Regions from separate parts of the Mus musculus genome. Here all the other regions are linked to region 3. Evidence: chromatin contacts called from public ChIA-PET and promoter capture Hi-C data. All regions are on one chromosome and are shown on one strand. Each heading gives the region's core, a stretch centred on a gene start, on an enhancer-like site or on the middle of the called end of the contact. The rest is flanking DNA. Distances are from core to core; before and after follow the strand shown. Region 1 holds the start of Gpkow (G patch domain and KOW motifs). Region 2 holds the start of Wdr45 (WD repeat domain 45). Region 3 holds the start of Hdac6 (histone deacetylase 6). Region 4 holds the start of Tbc1d25 (TBC1 domain family, member 25). Region 5 holds the start of Ccdc120 (coiled-coil domain containing 120).

The links. ChIA-PET counts read pairs in DNA pulled down with a chosen protein or histone mark. Capture Hi-C pulls out chosen DNA fragments and counts their contacts.
Region 1: an RNA polymerase II ChIA-PET map of memory CD8 T cells shows a contact between it and region 3, with 24 read pairs. The contact joins the promoter of Gpkow here to the promoter of Hdac6 in region 3. A contact is called at or near these places in 1 of 115 datasets of contacts at active chromatin or transcription factors (memory CD8 T cells) and 1 of 9 other capture datasets (adipose tissue).
Region 2: a promoter capture Hi-C map of liver shows a contact between it and region 3. The contact joins the promoter of Wdr45 here to the promoter of Hdac6 in region 3. A contact is called at or near these places in 1 of 39 promoter capture datasets (liver), 2 of 484 Hi-C or Micro-C datasets (CD8 T cells and uterus), 1 of 115 datasets of contacts at active chromatin or transcription factors (embryonic stem cells) and 2 of 9 other capture datasets (adipose tissue and liver).
Region 4: a promoter capture Hi-C map of adipose tissue shows a contact between it and region 3. The contact joins the promoter of Tbc1d25 here to the promoter of Hdac6 in region 3. A contact is called at or near these places in 2 of 115 datasets of contacts at active chromatin or transcription factors (embryonic stem cells and memory CD8 T cells) and 3 of 9 other capture datasets (adipose tissue, liver and pancreatic islet).
Region 5: a contact with region 3 is called in a promoter capture Hi-C map of liver. The contact joins the promoter of Ccdc120 here to the promoter of Hdac6 in region 3. A contact is called at or near these places in 1 of 39 promoter capture datasets (liver), 1 of 484 Hi-C or Micro-C datasets (CD8 T cells) and 2 of 9 other capture datasets (adipose tissue and liver).

Annotation. Positions count from the first base shown.
Region 1 is chrX:7,695,493-7,698,391 of GRCm38.p6, forward strand. Gpkow (G patch domain and KOW motifs) reads left to right here and starts at 1,642. Exons shown (of 11, transcript NM_173747.3): 1 at 1,642-1,903. The coding sequence starts at 1,734.
Region 2 is chrX:7,720,812-7,723,659 of GRCm38.p6, forward strand. It overlaps Wdr45 (WD repeat domain 45), which reads left to right and starts at 1,409. Exons shown (of 11, transcript NM_001290792.1): 1 at 1,409-1,567.
Region 3 is chrX:7,946,145-7,949,168 of GRCm38.p6, forward strand. It overlaps Hdac6 (histone deacetylase 6), which reads right to left and starts at 1,745. Exons shown (of 29, transcript NM_001130416.1): 1 at 1,506-1,745; 2 at 981-1,100; 3 at 759-887; 4 at 519-607. The coding sequence starts at 1,070. Gm39488 (a long non-coding RNA gene) reads left to right here and starts at 2,001. Exons shown (of 4, transcript XR_878039.3): 1 at 2,001-2,463.
Region 4 is chrX:8,174,031-8,177,288 of GRCm38.p6, forward strand. It overlaps Tbc1d25 (TBC1 domain family, member 25), which reads right to left and starts at 1,894. Exons shown (of 6, transcript NM_172478.4): 1 at 1,681-1,894; 2 at 171-280. The coding sequence starts at 1,803.
Region 5 is chrX:7,739,491-7,742,576 of GRCm38.p6, forward strand. It overlaps Ccdc120 (coiled-coil domain containing 120), which reads right to left and starts at 1,834. Exons shown (of 10, transcript NM_207202.2): 1 at 1,722-1,834.

The sequences.
Region 1 (2,899 bases), core at 392-2,891, 250 kb before region 3:
AGTTAAACACAGTATGGTGATGAAGGTACCTAAAGAGCTTAGCCACACTGAGAGTTTGTGGTCTGAAAAAATCTTTTTCCTATAGCTTTATGGATTTATTTAATTATTTATTTATTATATGTAAGTACTGTCTTCAGACACACCAGAAGAGGTCATCAGATCTCATTACAGATGGTTGTGAGCCACCATGTGGTTGCTGGGATTTGAACTCAGGACCTTCAGAAGAGCAGTCAGTGCTTTTAACTGCTGAGCCATCTCTCCAGCACTATGGATATTTTTCTATTGCATTCTCTACGTATATTAGTCAAGGTTTTATTGCTTCAATGAAACACCATAACCAAAAAGCAAGTTGGGGAGGAAAAGGTTTTATTTGGCTTACACTTTCACATCACTGTTCATCATTGAAGGACAAGAACTCAAACACGGCAGGAACCTGGATGGGTACTGCTTACTGGCTTGCTCCCTGTGGCATGCTCAACCTGCTTTGTTACAGCACCCAGGACCACCAGCCCAGGGATAACACCACCCAAATGGGCTAGGCCCTCCTCTATTAATCACTAATTGAGAAAATGCCCTATAGCTGGATTTTATAGAAGCATTTCCTCGGGGCTGGCAAGATGGTTCAGTGGTTAAAAGCATTGACTACTCTTCCAAATGGGTCCTGAGTTCAAATCCCAGGAACCACATGGTGGCTCACAACCATCTATAATGAAATCTGACTCCCTCTTCTGGAGTGTCTGAAAACAGCTACAGATAATAATAGATAAATAAATCTTTTTTTAAAAAAAAGCATTTCCTCAACTGAGACTCCTTCCTCTCTGACTACTCCAGCTTGTCTCAAGTTGACACACAAAACCAGCCACTGCACAGTTATTCACTTTACATATAATTAGATAAAATTTGTTTTCATATTTTATTCATTTGTTCATGTTTACATGTATATGTGTTCATGCATAGCATGGCACTTGTGGTGCCGTCAGAGGCAACTAGTGGCTAACTCTATCTTTTTACTATGTAGGATCTTCAAGAACTCAGGTCTTCAGCTTTTGTAGCAGACACTATTACCCATTAAGTCATCTTGTGTAAATGAAACTTTTTTTTTTGGGGGGGGGGGTTCGAGACAAGGTCTCTCTGTGTACCCCTGGCTGTCCTGAACGCCTGCCTCTGCCTCCCAAGTGCTGGGATTAAAGGTGTGCGCCACCACTGCCCGGCAGTAAATGTAACTTTTATTTGCCTGATGTAATTGTTGTCTCCATGGTTTACTGCTTTCATCTGCTAAAGTAGACCTAGCCCTGGAAGCCTCCAGCCTCTATCAGTAAGGTTCACATTGTGGAAGCACATTATGAGTTTTATTTATTTTGTTTTGTGTATATAAACATTTTGCCTGAATTTATGTTCGTGCATCACATGCGTGCATGGTGCCTGAGGATGTCGGGAAAGGGTATAGGATACTCTAGAACTGAATTCATAGCGGTTGAATACCGAGGAATAACCTAATCAATCTTCCACAGCGGCTATACCACTGAGAACTACATTTCCCAGGATGCCGTATGGCACGTTCCTATGACGTTTCAAAGAGTTTCTGCGCCCTGATTCCTGTTTCCCACGGCTACAAGGCACTTGTCTTTGAGGCGTTGCATGCTGGGATTGATTCTTACGTTTCCCGGCCAGCCCCTCACGGCTCGAGCTAAACTTCCCAGCAAGCGGAGCGCTCGCCTGTGACTCGAGCGAAGATGGCGGGCCGTGAGAGTCCGCCGCCGTCTGCCCCGTCAATGGCTCCAATTTCTTTCGGGTTCACTCGCACGTCTGTCCGGAGGCGACTGGCAGACCTCGGAGATAGCGAAAGACAGGCCCCAGAGGAGAAAGATTTCTTGGCGACCGTGGAAGGGAGGAAGCTGCAGAGGTGAAACGCCGGGTCTTTCGCGTTTTGGAAATCTGTGAAATGGGCTTAAGCAGGAGGGCAGAGTAAGAGTTGTTTGTCCTGGTGACAGTGGCCTGGAAAGCCTGAAACACTGCCTCGGGAAATTTATGGAGGTAACCAGGAGTGGCGGCAAACGCCTATAAGTCAGGACCTGGGAGGCTGGCGCAGGAGGATCAGGAATTGAACGCTAGCCTGGGCAACTAAAAAACAAACAGGAAGAACATAAGAATGTAAGGGCAAGAAGAGGGAGGTTTGTTAGGTGGGTGAAATGGGGCCTGAGAACCAGAGGTATAGATTCCTCAGAAAAAATGTCGTTGGGACTTGAGTATGTGTGCCTTTTGAGAAAGGGAAAGGAGGGAAAAATGACAGGATTCTTCCTGTCTCAGCTGAAATTGTGGGAGCTTCTCCGATTTGGAGAACTAGGCAAATTCAAGTCTGGGGAGGCCATCAGCAGTATAATTAAGTAAGAAACAAAGGTCCGAAAGGCCTAAGTGGGGGACTTGTAAAAGGCAGCTTGCCGGCCCGGAACCGGGAAGAATCTGGACTAAAGATGGTGATTTTTAGGCCATTGTGGTTGAAGGCCTAAGGCTGATTCCCACAAGACATACTTAAAGAGATCCATGGTTGTAATTCCAGCACTAGGGGATTGCACCAGGCTGACTGAGAGTTTATAAGACCAGCCTGAGCTAAATCGTGAGATGTCTCAAAAAAAAAAAAAAAAAAAAAAAAACGAGTGGACCTGTGAATAGTAACCTGTGAACATGGTCCATAGGACTGGGCATTGATCTTTCTTTCTTTCTTTCTGGCCATTGAAATTGATTTTCTTTGTTTCCTAACCTCCTTTCTATCTTGATATTTATACTTTCTTTCTTTGGAGGGGGCGTCAAGACAGGGTTCCTCTGCATCCTGGCTGTCCTGGAACTCACCCTGTAGATCGGGCAGGCCTTGAACTCAGAGATCCTCCTGCTTCTGCCTCCT
Region 2 (2,848 bases), core at 159-2,658, 230 kb before region 3:
TGGGCCCCCACATGTATACATACTCATGCATGTGTGCCTACACACACATGCAAAATGATACATACACACACATGCACCACATGTATACACACACACAGAGAAATGGAAACAGTCAAAGAAAGGGAGTGTTGGCTGTGATTATTGTTTAACACATTTGATAGGTAAGGAAGCCAGGGCTCAGTGGGATTCAGCAACTTGCCTGTGGATGCACAGCTAAAGAATGGTACAGTAGCCGGGAGGAGGGAATCTTCTAAGGATATGGGATATAGAATAGAATCATATAAAGGGATAACAGGGGAAACTACAACAGAAGGATTAAGTATGGAGGTCAGTATAGAGGAGGGACTATAGAAAGGAAGGGGTGATTAAGACTAAAGGTCTTTAGGCCAGGCTGTGGTGGCGCACACCTTTAATCCCAGCACTTGGGAGGCTGAGGCAGGTGGATTTCTGAGTTTGAGGCCAGCCTGGTCTACAGAGTGAGTTCCAGGACAGCCAGGGCTATACAGAGAAACCCTGTCTCGAAAAAAATAAAAAAAAACATAAAAATTAAAATAAGTAAAGACAGAAGCAGAGTGTTAACTATTATGGCTCTGATTATGGTAAATGCAAGGTAGTTCCCCATTCTTCTTTCCCTTTTATTGACTTTTTTTTGTAACTCAGGATGGCACAAACCCTCCGATCCTGTTTCAACAGCCAGTACTAACTCGTTTATTATTTCTCACAACTGTCGTGCATATTGCACTTATCTCAACACTCTAATATTTCCAGTGTGCAATTTGGGGCCTTTTGTGTTTCCATGTAAGCATTCTCTGTTTGTAGCTTTTGTTAAAAAAGACAGGACCTCATGTAGCCCAAGACAACCTCGACTGTCCCTCGCCAACTACTAGCACTACAGGTGTGTGAGCAATCACGCCCGGAGCACTCACATTTTACGGTAACAAAGGATCTTTTTGTAAAGAGCTAGGAATAGGGTGGGGAAAAGAAAGTAAAATTCCACTCTTATCTTTCCCCTACTCAAGCTGATCTCAACTTTCAAGATCTTTTATTCCAGCCAGGAGCACCCAGAGCCACAAGGTAAACAAACATTGATAGCCACTCTAGCCCAACTCGGAGAACTCGTTAGCCTGGGAGGTTTGCCCCTCTATCTCTCCGTGAGTTAACGAGTTCAATGCTTGGCCCGCTTCCGTTTGGGGGTGGGGGCAAGCCCTTTCCCGGGTTCCCTTAGACAGTCCTGCCTTTGGGCAGTCTTTTGTGCCTCCAGTCCCCTAATCCGCCCTCATTCTTTTTCCGGAACTTCCCTCGGAGGACTCTACTACTGCTCGGGATGCTCCACAGGTCCGCCAAGTGGGTGAGAAGAGCCCTGGCTGGAGTCTCTGCCCAGAATGAGTCACTTCCGTTCACAGACTCCCTCCTCCGGAAGTAAGACCTGATGTAAACAGCAGAGCTGGGCACCAAAGCCCGGGAGGTCAGAAATTTGTGCCGCAGGCGGCACCAACGGCTAGGGCAGGGGTCGGGGAGGGGTGATCAAGTCGGCAGAGGTGACGCGCATCTGGAGCAAGATCCAAGGGTTGGTCACGGTCATGGGTTGGGTGTTTCTACTAGAGGTCTTGACAGGTGATGGATGGCTGGGGATATGGGGGCTTGAGTCGGTGCTGTCTTGGAAAGGATCATGGCTTTTGGGAGAGGGTGAGGCGTTTCAATTAGGGTTCTTCGTTAGTGTGGGCATTTGGAGCATAGATTTAAAAAGGGCTCTTGGAAGCTAGTGCTCTCCAGAGTATGGCTCATGTAGAAGCAAGACCCAAGTTTTACGCGAGAAAAGTAGATTTGCGATCTTAGCTGATAGGTGTGCCTGAAGAGAGGTCTTGGAAGAGATGGGATTTGAAAAAAGGACGAGGTTTTTAGGGCAGGAATGTTTAGGGGAGGGAGTCAGAGCAGCAGCAGCAGCAGCATTGGTAGGTTGAGGTTTTCCTAGGCAGGATATGGGTTTTTTTTTTGGGAGGGGGTGGGGCTAGCGTGCCCTAGGGCAGAACCTTCAAGAGATAGCATGGAGACAAAAGGGACAAATTTTAGGGGGAGGGGACTCATGAGTAACATTGTGTAAGCTTAGGGGTCGTGGGTAGACAGTATAGGGAATGGAATGTGTCACATGTGAAGAATTTGGAATGTCAGAGTAATGCCTCGGGTGTGGGGTAGGGTGTGGATTGGTCTTTAGGACTTAAGTAGAGGGAGTGGAGGGGGTTCTCAGGCTTGCCTTTGCCTTGAGAGTTGGTCATATGAGAGAAGGGTTTGGGGAAAGTATGCTGCATGGGAGGATGTAAATGAGATACCCTGGAGGCGAATAAGCCTCCAGGTAAAGTTAGAAGGGCTTGAGGAGGGCAGTTCTGTGGGTGATGGGCCATTCACGGCAGTGAAGATGCAGGAAACCTTAGCTTTTTTTTTTTTTTTTTGTTTTTTTTTTTTTTTTTTTTGAAACCTTAGCTTTTGTTCCACTATTTATTGACAGGTGGAGTTGGGTGCCGGTGTGCAGATGAATAGCTTGTAGAGAGGTTTGAGGTCATATCAAACATTAGAGCTAAGAATGGCTGGGAGGGGGGAGGAGGTACCATGGGATATTCCCTACCCCATTACCCCATGCTTGGTGTTTGTGCCTGTTATGAGGCTTTTTGTCATTATGGGCCGGGATACGTTCTGCCTGTGGTCTTGGTTTAAACAGATACTCTGAGGTATCCTCCACTTGTTTTTGTTTTTTACAGTCTGGCAAAGAAAAGTATCAAAATGGGGAGGAAGCCAGGCGTGGTGGCATACGCCTATAATCCCATCCCTCAGGAAGTGGAGGCTGGAGGACTGC
Region 3 (3,024 bases), core at 495-2,994:
TACATGTCTCCTTCTCAAGGACGGCTCCTGCTAGTTAGGCGAGGACCCTCTAACAATCTAACGTCTAGCCAAGTGTAGTGGCTCGTTTGGGAAATCTGAGCACTCGAGAGGCTAAGACAGGAGGCTTATCAAAGGTTTGAGGCTGACATAGACTACATAGTGAGTTCCAGGCTGCCTAGGCTACAGAGACCTGGAGTGCCCAGTCATTTGGTCTTCATTGAACAGTTTATACCGCTGTTGGGGGTTTAATGATCTCCCTGCACACTCACCGGCCAGCGGAGAAGGGACTTTTCTATTGCTCACATCTATCACTAAGTCTCGGCACACAGGAGACTCTTGATAACTGTTTATTGGCTTAACAGAGAAATCTTTCAAGAATGATCCCCATCTCCCTAAATCACCTGCTTCCAGACTACAGGCTAGAAGCAGCAAAAATTCACTCTTGTTTGTGAGAAGAAAGGGGCACTTGTGGAAATGTTCTAGTTTGGGGATCATTTGGAGGTGCCAGCCTCACCCACCTGTCATCCCAAAGGCAATGGAAGTCATTTAGTTGTTCATCAAACACCAATCCAGTACCAACTGGCACTCTTGTCTCAGGGTTCAGATCCTGCAGGGGCAAAGAAAAGAAACCCAGATTCACTCTGGACTACAATCAGAGAAAACACTTCATACCATCGGTCCTGGATGGGGGGGGGGAGGGGGGGGAATCACTGTTTTGTTTGGTAAAGAAGGCCAAGTTGCAGCCAGGTCTCTCTCACCAGCCCTTGAAGCCCCACAACTAGGTCCTCTTCAGCTGGTTGGCTCAGCTTCTTCATTTTGCCTTTCTTCTTTACCTCCGCTAGATTGGGGCTGGAGTGGGGTACAGCACACTTCTTTCCACCACGCTTCTGCCAATCAGACAGAAAAATCAGAGTCTGGACATGGCTGGCTGGCTTCACCCTCCACCCCCCCCCCCCATCAGGGCAGGTCTGGGGCCTCACCAAGGTGGCGCTGGATTCCTGAAGGGGTGACTGGGGATTGTGCCTACTCTTTCGCTGTCTAGTAGAAGAATCTTGGCCGGTGGAGGTCATGGCTGAAGAGCCTCAGCTCCTGGAAAGGCTCTAGCAAAGGTGTAGTTGGTGAGGCAGCTGGAGTGTCCAGAGGACCCCACATCCCTGTCCCTTCCTCGGCCCCGCCCCCTAGTCTAGATCGCAGCCTTCACCGGGTCCATTCCCGAGCCTTCTAAACCGCCCCCACCCCCCAGGCCATCTTCTGCTAGAGGAAACCTGGTCCTGTCCGGTCCCCCTGGACCTCGCTGCTTTTATCCGATTCTCTTTCCTCATTTTGCCTATTCACTAAACGAGGTAACCCCAGGCTCAATCAGGCTCTTCTTAGGCCTGCCCTACCCAATCACCGCCCCCCCCCCATCCACTTCCCACATCCTTTCATACCTCTAATCTGCGCCCGGAACGCTTGGCTTCTGCAACCTGCCCGCTTCAGCCTATTTCCCCAGAAAAATCACCCACCTTTCTAGTCCGCCAGACCGGGCTGCCGCGGCCTCGGCAGCACCTTTAAAGACTCACTCAACTCCACCTCCTGCAGGGCCGAACCAGCGCCTTCCACTCGCGCAGATCTCGCCCCGAGCTTTCCCCGTGCCCCGCTGCTCCGAGGACTGCCCCTTTCGATCAGAATCCTTCAGACCCCACCCCCTTCCCAGACGCCTACCGTTTAACCAGGCTCCCTCAGCCCCTTCCAAGCCTCCGCCCATCTCCCGCCCAGCCACCGACGCTGGCCAATCCTTCCGTCCCTACTCACTGAGCTCTGCCTCCTTTTCAAACTCCGCCCTAGGCTCACGCCGCCAAATTCCCGGCGACCTGTGTGGCCCCGGGCACCTGATCCCTTCTTTTCCATTGGGCTGAGCTTTTTCATTTGCCCGCCCACGTCCAGCCCCCAACATGGATTCAGTCCGCCCACAACGCTTCAGGCGCAAACCACACCTCTCGCGAGCTTGGCCATGGAAACTGATCATACTGCGCCTGCGTGGGGTGCTACTCCCTAGTTCGAGACCCGGATCTGCCCCTAGCGCTACCACCCCTCCCCACACACACGCACGCACACCCCACCCCCGCATTCGCCGCTGCGGTCGTTCTGACTGGCTATGGCTGCCAGTCTCAAGTCCAGGCTAGTCATCCTAGGAGACCTACGGATCCACATCAGTTGTGTTGTGCAGTGATTCGAGAACAAATCAAAGAAGCTAGATTCCCGAGCTGCTTTTGGCGTTGACGTAACTCGCGCCTGCGGGTGACTAGTTGGAGATAAACGCTAATAATAGACTTTGGCTGGTGGCAGCCAAAATGAGCGTGATAGTAAATGCTGATAAGTTTCTGAGCTGGTGGCCACTGCGATGGTATTCAAGAAGCATCCCCAAATGTTAGCTATTAATGTTCTGCAGCGGAAATGGGGACTGGAAGGAGTCTCTACGAGGTGAGGCAGGGGTGGGGCTGCTCACTATGTCAGAAAGCCCGACTTTCGTGAGGTAGTTTGCATTGTAAAGCTGCTCTGTAGACTACACACACGGGGACTTAGATTTAGATCTTGGACAGGTCACAGTTCTGTCCTGTTTCCTTACCTGGAAAATTGAGATGCTAGTACCAAGGCCAGAATGGACTTTCGAAGGACAGTGTCTCCTGAATGGGAGCTCAGCCTACCTGTCCCCCTCCACCGAGTCATCAAACTTACAGCATGTGGTGGACCGAGGAAGGAAAATTGTCCCTGTGACTCTTTGAGATGGCCATCCCTTCTAAGTATAAATCCCACAGGTGGCCGAGTTGTCCTGATCTCCCCATGTCAAGGACATCGTTTCCTAAGGACCTGTTGGCAGAGACCAGAAAGAATCCATCTGGAGTTCTGCATCACTGACTAGCAAATAGATTGACAGTTCCATACTCCAGCAGCCAGACCCTCTGAACCTCTTGCAAATGCCAGTTTCAGTCCTCCATGTTCTCAGCACAGAACATGTTCTCAGCACGGGCTATCTAAATCTAC
Region 4 (3,258 bases), core at 644-3,143, 230 kb after region 3:
GAAATACTACTGCTAATTTTTTCTTAGGACTTTTCTCACAGATTCCAAGCAAGATACACCTATTCACTGTGGAATTATTTGGAAAAAAAAGCAGCCAAACAACAAAACCAAACCCCAGAAACCTGGCAGTGACTTTTAAGATGAGCGCCCTGCTTCATCTTCCCACTCACCCATTTAAGTCAAAGGCTCGGATGAGGATGTGCTGCAACACGTCCAGCGAGGTGATCTGAGGATCCACCGCAAAAGAGCGGAACTCAGGGGACAAGAAGCTCTCACATTTCTGTGGAAAGAGGACAGGGGGAGGCCATGAGGGGGCACATCACCGTGTGGAAAGGGTGGGTAAGGTAAAGAGTGGCAGAAGGCAGGAGTCGAAGACAGGGGAGGGACCAGGTTTTAGGTGAGATGTTCTTGGTTTTTGTTCTGGGCGAGGGGAAGTCACAGGAAGTCTCTGCGCAGAGAAAAGATGATATGTCCTTTGAATTTACAGGGTCCATGTTTGCTCTGCCAAAGCAGACTGGCAGGAACGAAGGCTAATGCAGTAGTCCAGGTGTCCAGTCCTTCCAGAGTCCCTTAAATATGGTTGCCAGAATCACCATGTCCAGCTTGACACAATCAAATCAGTGACTCCCCCCCACCCCCCATAGTGCAAATCTCCCTGTAACACTGTTTGTTGCTCAGATCCTTCTTCAACAGCAAACCTAGGTGCTGGAGCTAGCCCTCCCTCCACTCTGAGATGTATTTATGGCTCTACTGGTATCAAACTGTTGAGAGTTCCTTTGAGTACATGCTTTCCAGACTTCTGTGTGCTGACCTCTCTCAGAGTGAACATCCTTCCCACTTCATCTGGCTTACTAAAACCTTTGCCTTAGAGCGCTAACACCCCAAAAGTGATCTCTGGCACTCCAGTCTGAGCCACCGGTCACTGCTTGCAGGTATCACAACGGGTTCCTTCCTCAGAGTGTGTTATATGTCACAAGCTGTCCTATGTGCCCTTCTCCCTCCTGATTGTCTATTACTTTTGCCCCCAGGCTTCCTTCTCCAACAATATGGGAACCTACAGGAACATACCACACTCATCTAGGTGTTCCCTCTACCTAGAACTCTTCTCCCATCCTAAATGCATATGCTAACATTTTGTTATTATTATTATTATCCAGGTCTCTGTGACTTGAGTCCTCTTTAGGGGATTTTCCTATACAGCTTTGGGTAAAGTAACTCCCTAGAGATCCTAACCTTTCCTATCACTTTCTCCTGATATTCACCAATGTTCAAAATATCTCATTTAATTGTTTTTGTCCCCCTCCCACAAGCACGTGGGCTCAGGGGTGGGACATGGACAAAAGTGAACTCTCAATAGCTATTTGTTGACTGACTTTAGGACTATCCCTTCTGACAGCGACAGCACCTCCTTCCTTCCTCTGGACTCCAGAGGCCCCTCCGGTAACCCTACAACCCACCTCTCTACCCGTAGGCTCCACCCATCCACTCCATTGGCCCTGTCTCCTCTACAGTTCCACACCCAACGACAAGTCCCCAAAACCCACGCCTTCATTCTATCAATTCCGCTCTCCAGCCTCGCCCCCAGTCTCCAAGTCACGCCCCAAATTTCAGGTCTGATGCTCTATCCTAGGACAGTTACGGTCTTTTCGTCCACTGGGCGCCCAAGCAGGCTAGCCTCACCTTGACTCGGACCCGTACCACCTCACGCTCCTCCTCCTCAACCGCCGCGGCCGCCTGGGCACCTCCGACGGGCGGGGGCGCTGCCGAGCACGCCGAGTCCGAGGCCGCGGAGGTGGTTGCCATCCCGCCGCTGTCGTCTCTGTCCAGGTGATAACCGATAGTTACCCGTACCCTAACGTACACCCAACAGTGCGGGCGCCCGCGGCCCCACCTTGCACCAGAGCGCAGGCGCAGAGGTGCTGTAGGACCCTGCCCCTCCCACCTGGCTTGGGCTGGAGGTCGCATCTGAGCATGCGCCTAGAGTGCTCTTGCCTGGAACCCCGCCTCCCAGAGTGGAGAATTTTACTTTTTACTGCCTGTGTGTAAGTGCCTGTCCAGGTCCTGCCTGGCCCGGTCCGTGGCGCCGTTGTTTTGGCAGTTTACTTCCGGATTCATGAACCGCCGCGTTAAACGGACGAGCTTGAGAGAGACAAGAGGGAGGCAAGGAGGCCACAGCGTGCTGACATAAACGTTCCAGAACCGGCTTTGAATTGCCACGTGCCTTTGGTGACAGATGATGTCATCGGTTTCAAATACTTCCCTTCGAATTAATATCCTGAAGGGGGAAAATAGTACTCTAAAGATTTTTTTGTTTAGTTTTTTTCCTTTCTTCCTTTCTTCCTTTCTTTCTAAACAGAATCTCACTAATTTCCCAGAGATAATTTGAACTTCAGTTTTTTTTTTAACCTCAGACTTCCAAGAACTTCCAGGTGTGTGCCACCTTCTCCATGCCCACCTCCCAATCTCTTAATTTACACTTATATTCAAGGATAAAGTTTTACACACGTCTAAATCCTTGTTTATACTTCCTTAAGTAATTTACCAAAAAACAAACATTGTATGCTTTCTGAAGGTCCTACTTCTTTCCTAAACTTTTTTTCCAGGTTTTTTTGTTGTTGTTATTTTTTGTGACATTTTCATATAGTTCAGGCTAACCTTCAGACTCTGTCTCAAAAGTGCTGGACCTACATTGTCTTTGTTTTGTTTTGTTTTGTTTTGTTTTTTCGAGACAGGGTTTCTCTGTATAGCCCTGGCTGTCCTGGAACTCACTCTGTAGACCAGGCTGGCCTCGAACTCAGAAATCCACCTGCCTCTGCCTCCCAAGTGCTGGGACTAAAGGCGTGTGCCACCACTGCCCGACCCTACATTGTCTTTGTTTTACTTAATCATTACAGTTTGTTGAGGTCAGCCCTGTTATAAGCTCTATCTGGTTTATCTCATTGATAGAGCATATGTCTAGTATACAGGAGGTCCACAGCACTTCAGTCACAATAAAAATATGTGTTTGTTAAATATGAGTTAGATCGTTGAACACATCTTATGCTTTTTGTTTATTTATTTGCTTATTTGTTTGTTTTTTCAAGACAGGGTTTCTCTATGTAGCACTGGCTGTCCTGGAACTCTGAAGACCAAGTTGGCTTCAAACTCACAGATATCCTACTGTCTCTGTCTCCTGAGTGTGGGGATTAAAGGTGTGTGGCCACCCCAGCCCAGTGTCTTAAGCTCTTTGAGAAAAAAATGAGATAGGTTTTCACTATG
Region 5 (3,086 bases), core at 584-3,083, 210 kb before region 3:
CTGCCAGCCCTTCTTGTGCTTTTCTGGAGTTTGCTCCCTCCCTCCCACATCCTGCTCAGTCCCCAGCTGGGCAAGCAGGTGACATCACCTCCCACCACCTGTCCTAGCCTCTAAGGCAGGTGACTAGGAAGGCCTATCAGAGACAGCAGAGTTCTCGTTTTAACACCCCCCCCCCCCGACCCCTTGAAATCCACAGCTTGTCATGATGTGGTAGAGCAGACCCAGAAAACCAAGAACGCCAAGGAGAAGCCCCTTCCCCATTTTCACACTATAGGGTGTGCTCAGACTGTCTACAAGGTACCCCCGCCCCCCAGTTTTCTCTACAGTCTTCTGCTTGTCCCACAGAGTCTGTATCCCTCCCTCAAAGGACTCATGGACTATCCTCCACTGCAATGGTTAGGCAATCCCATAAGCCTTTTGTACAGAAAGTTTGTACACTGCAGGGGGTCTCACAAGCCCACCCATCTGAGGTCCAGCACTTTCGGCATGGTAGGGTGTCTTTAGTGTCCCACCTCAGCCTCCTCGGTCCCTCAGCCCCCGAAACTTCTACTTTCCCAGGACCCATTTTAATTCGGAAAACTTTCACAAGGCTTGCCTGAACCCTTCTCCACCCCAACAGAAAGCTAACTCCTCCCACCTTGGGTCCATTTACCCGTTCACCAACATTGTCTCATGTTTCACATCAGAGGGCCTCCGTCCTTCCTTCTTTAGAAAATTAGAGTATCCCGGAGTCGACACAGGGTCCAGTCAGGAACCCCGACTCCACCCCATCAGTCTGACCTCAGGGACATAGTTATGGCATGAGTCATTGGGTCACTAGGCAGGCTAGACATGGATCAACGCCCCACACCTCCATACCTGACTCAGGAACCTTTGCTTCTACTCTTCCATGTTCTGTACACTTGGAACTTCAGACTGCCTGACATCAGACAGAGATAGTAAGAAGGCAATCTACCACATTCCAGCATCACTACCATGCCCTCATATGAACCTCTGAGACCCTCCTGCCCACACCAGAGCTTTGCCTTGTCATTCTGTGGTCCTGTTACGGGCTTAGGTTGCAGCAAGCGAGCTACAGAGGGCACATGCGGGGAAACACACACACACAGAGGCAGGCCCAGCAGGTTTTTCAGGTCTGCCCTTCTGACACCACGGCTGAGAAAAATTCCTGGCTGTAATGACTGTTTACAACCAAGATACTTCACCTGGGTGGCACTCCAACACTGTCAATGAGAGCCCCATTTCCACATCCTGCCACCACTTGAGCAAATGCACACAGAGTCTGGACCTGATCCCCATTGCTCCCCCAAACATACAGCACACCCCCTTCAATTACTCTGGCTGAACAAACAAACAGAGGGACAAGCAGATACAGATGCCTGAACAACAGTGGTATCTAATCGGTTCAGCTCGTCTTCTCTGAGGCACTAGTCCTGATAAAAAGGGGGAGAGGGGCCGAGAAGAGAAGGCTGAGTCTCTGCCCCGTCCTTCCTCCTCCATTTTCCAACCAAGAATTATTTTGATATCAAGAAAGGAAAATGGACACGTGAGGCTTTGCCCTGGTCCCCTGATCCTCCCATACTGAACACCACCCCTCCTATCGCTACCCTATATTCTCAGGGTCCTCCTTCCTCAGATCTGGATCTCTAGAAGGGAACTTCCTCAGTTCCTGTGCCATTACCCTATCTCACGGCCCTGCCCCATTGCTCGCTGGTACTCACCAATGCCCTAGTGCTGGATGGCAGCCTCAAATATTTCCAAAAGAACAGTTGTCTCGTCCAGGCCCTAGCTTTCCTGGCAGTACAAGTGAACAGCAGTGACTGCTGTCTTGGCTACCTCCCACTAGGTAAAGGCCCAACCTACCTGGACAGGATGGGGTTGGCCCACACCTTTTAACCCTTACCTGCCCGCTTCCAGGGCTAGGGTCACCCCTGGGAAGGCAGTCTGGGGGACCAGGTGCCTCGGGGAGCCCAATATGGTCAAGGAGAAAGCATAGAATGCTTTCCTCACTGCGGATATCTAAGAGATAACTGGCCAATAAGCTCTAAGAATTGTGGGAGGAGCCACTGCCCAAATCCCCAGGCCACTGGAGCCTGCCTACACCCCGGGACATGGGGGCTAGGAAACTGTGAAATAGACAAACAGACATAGACATGGACACACACACACACACACACACACACACATATCTTGGATCAATTTCTCCCATAATTAGGATGATGATTTTCTAAGCTGCAGAGAGAAGTTGACCTTTCTAAGGAGAGACCAGATCTTAAGACACTCCCACCTTCTGTACTCCAGGAACAAATAAACCTAGGAAACACCATCATCTATACCCTACAACCTGAGGGGCGGCACAGAGCCAGCCTCCGCTGAGCTCTGAGCCATGGTAGAAATGGGAGGCCTGACTGAGAACATACTAATGTAAAGGCACAGGAAAGAGCCAGCTGGGGTGGGACACACCTTCCTTTAATCCCAGCACTCAGGAGGCAGAGGCAGGCAGCTCTGAGTTCGAGACCAGCCTGGTCTACAGAACTAGTTCCAGGACAGCCAGGGCTACACAGAAACAAACAAACAAAGAAACAAAAACAACCATAAGAAGGAGCAGAACCAGAGTACTAGACTGGGCCCTGCGCTAGAGGAGCCACTGGCTACTCCTGAAAGGAGAAAGAATACGAAGACTCAACTTTATCCATGTTCTCCCTGTTAACATTTCTAGCCTGGAGCGAAGCAGACAGGGAAATAAATTGAAAACTCTAAGTCCCTCTAATGCCCTTCAACACAACCCTACCTGGGCCCTAAGCTTGTCTTGGGCACATACCAAACATGCTGTACTCCAGGTAAGACAATCTATTTTGTGACCTCAGAACCCAAACCTAACCCCTATAGCAGCCGCTGCCATGTATGAACAGGGAGGGTTTTAGGGGTGTTCCCTGTTGGGGAGGAGAGCCTAGAGAAGAGTTCCCCCAGTCACATGTTATCAAGGCCTGCTGCCCCAGGTGCCCACCTTTCTTCCGGGTTATGAAATGTATGTGTGGAACACAAAGGCCCTTTCCATCTCCTTCCTCCCTTCTCCCTCCTTTGGA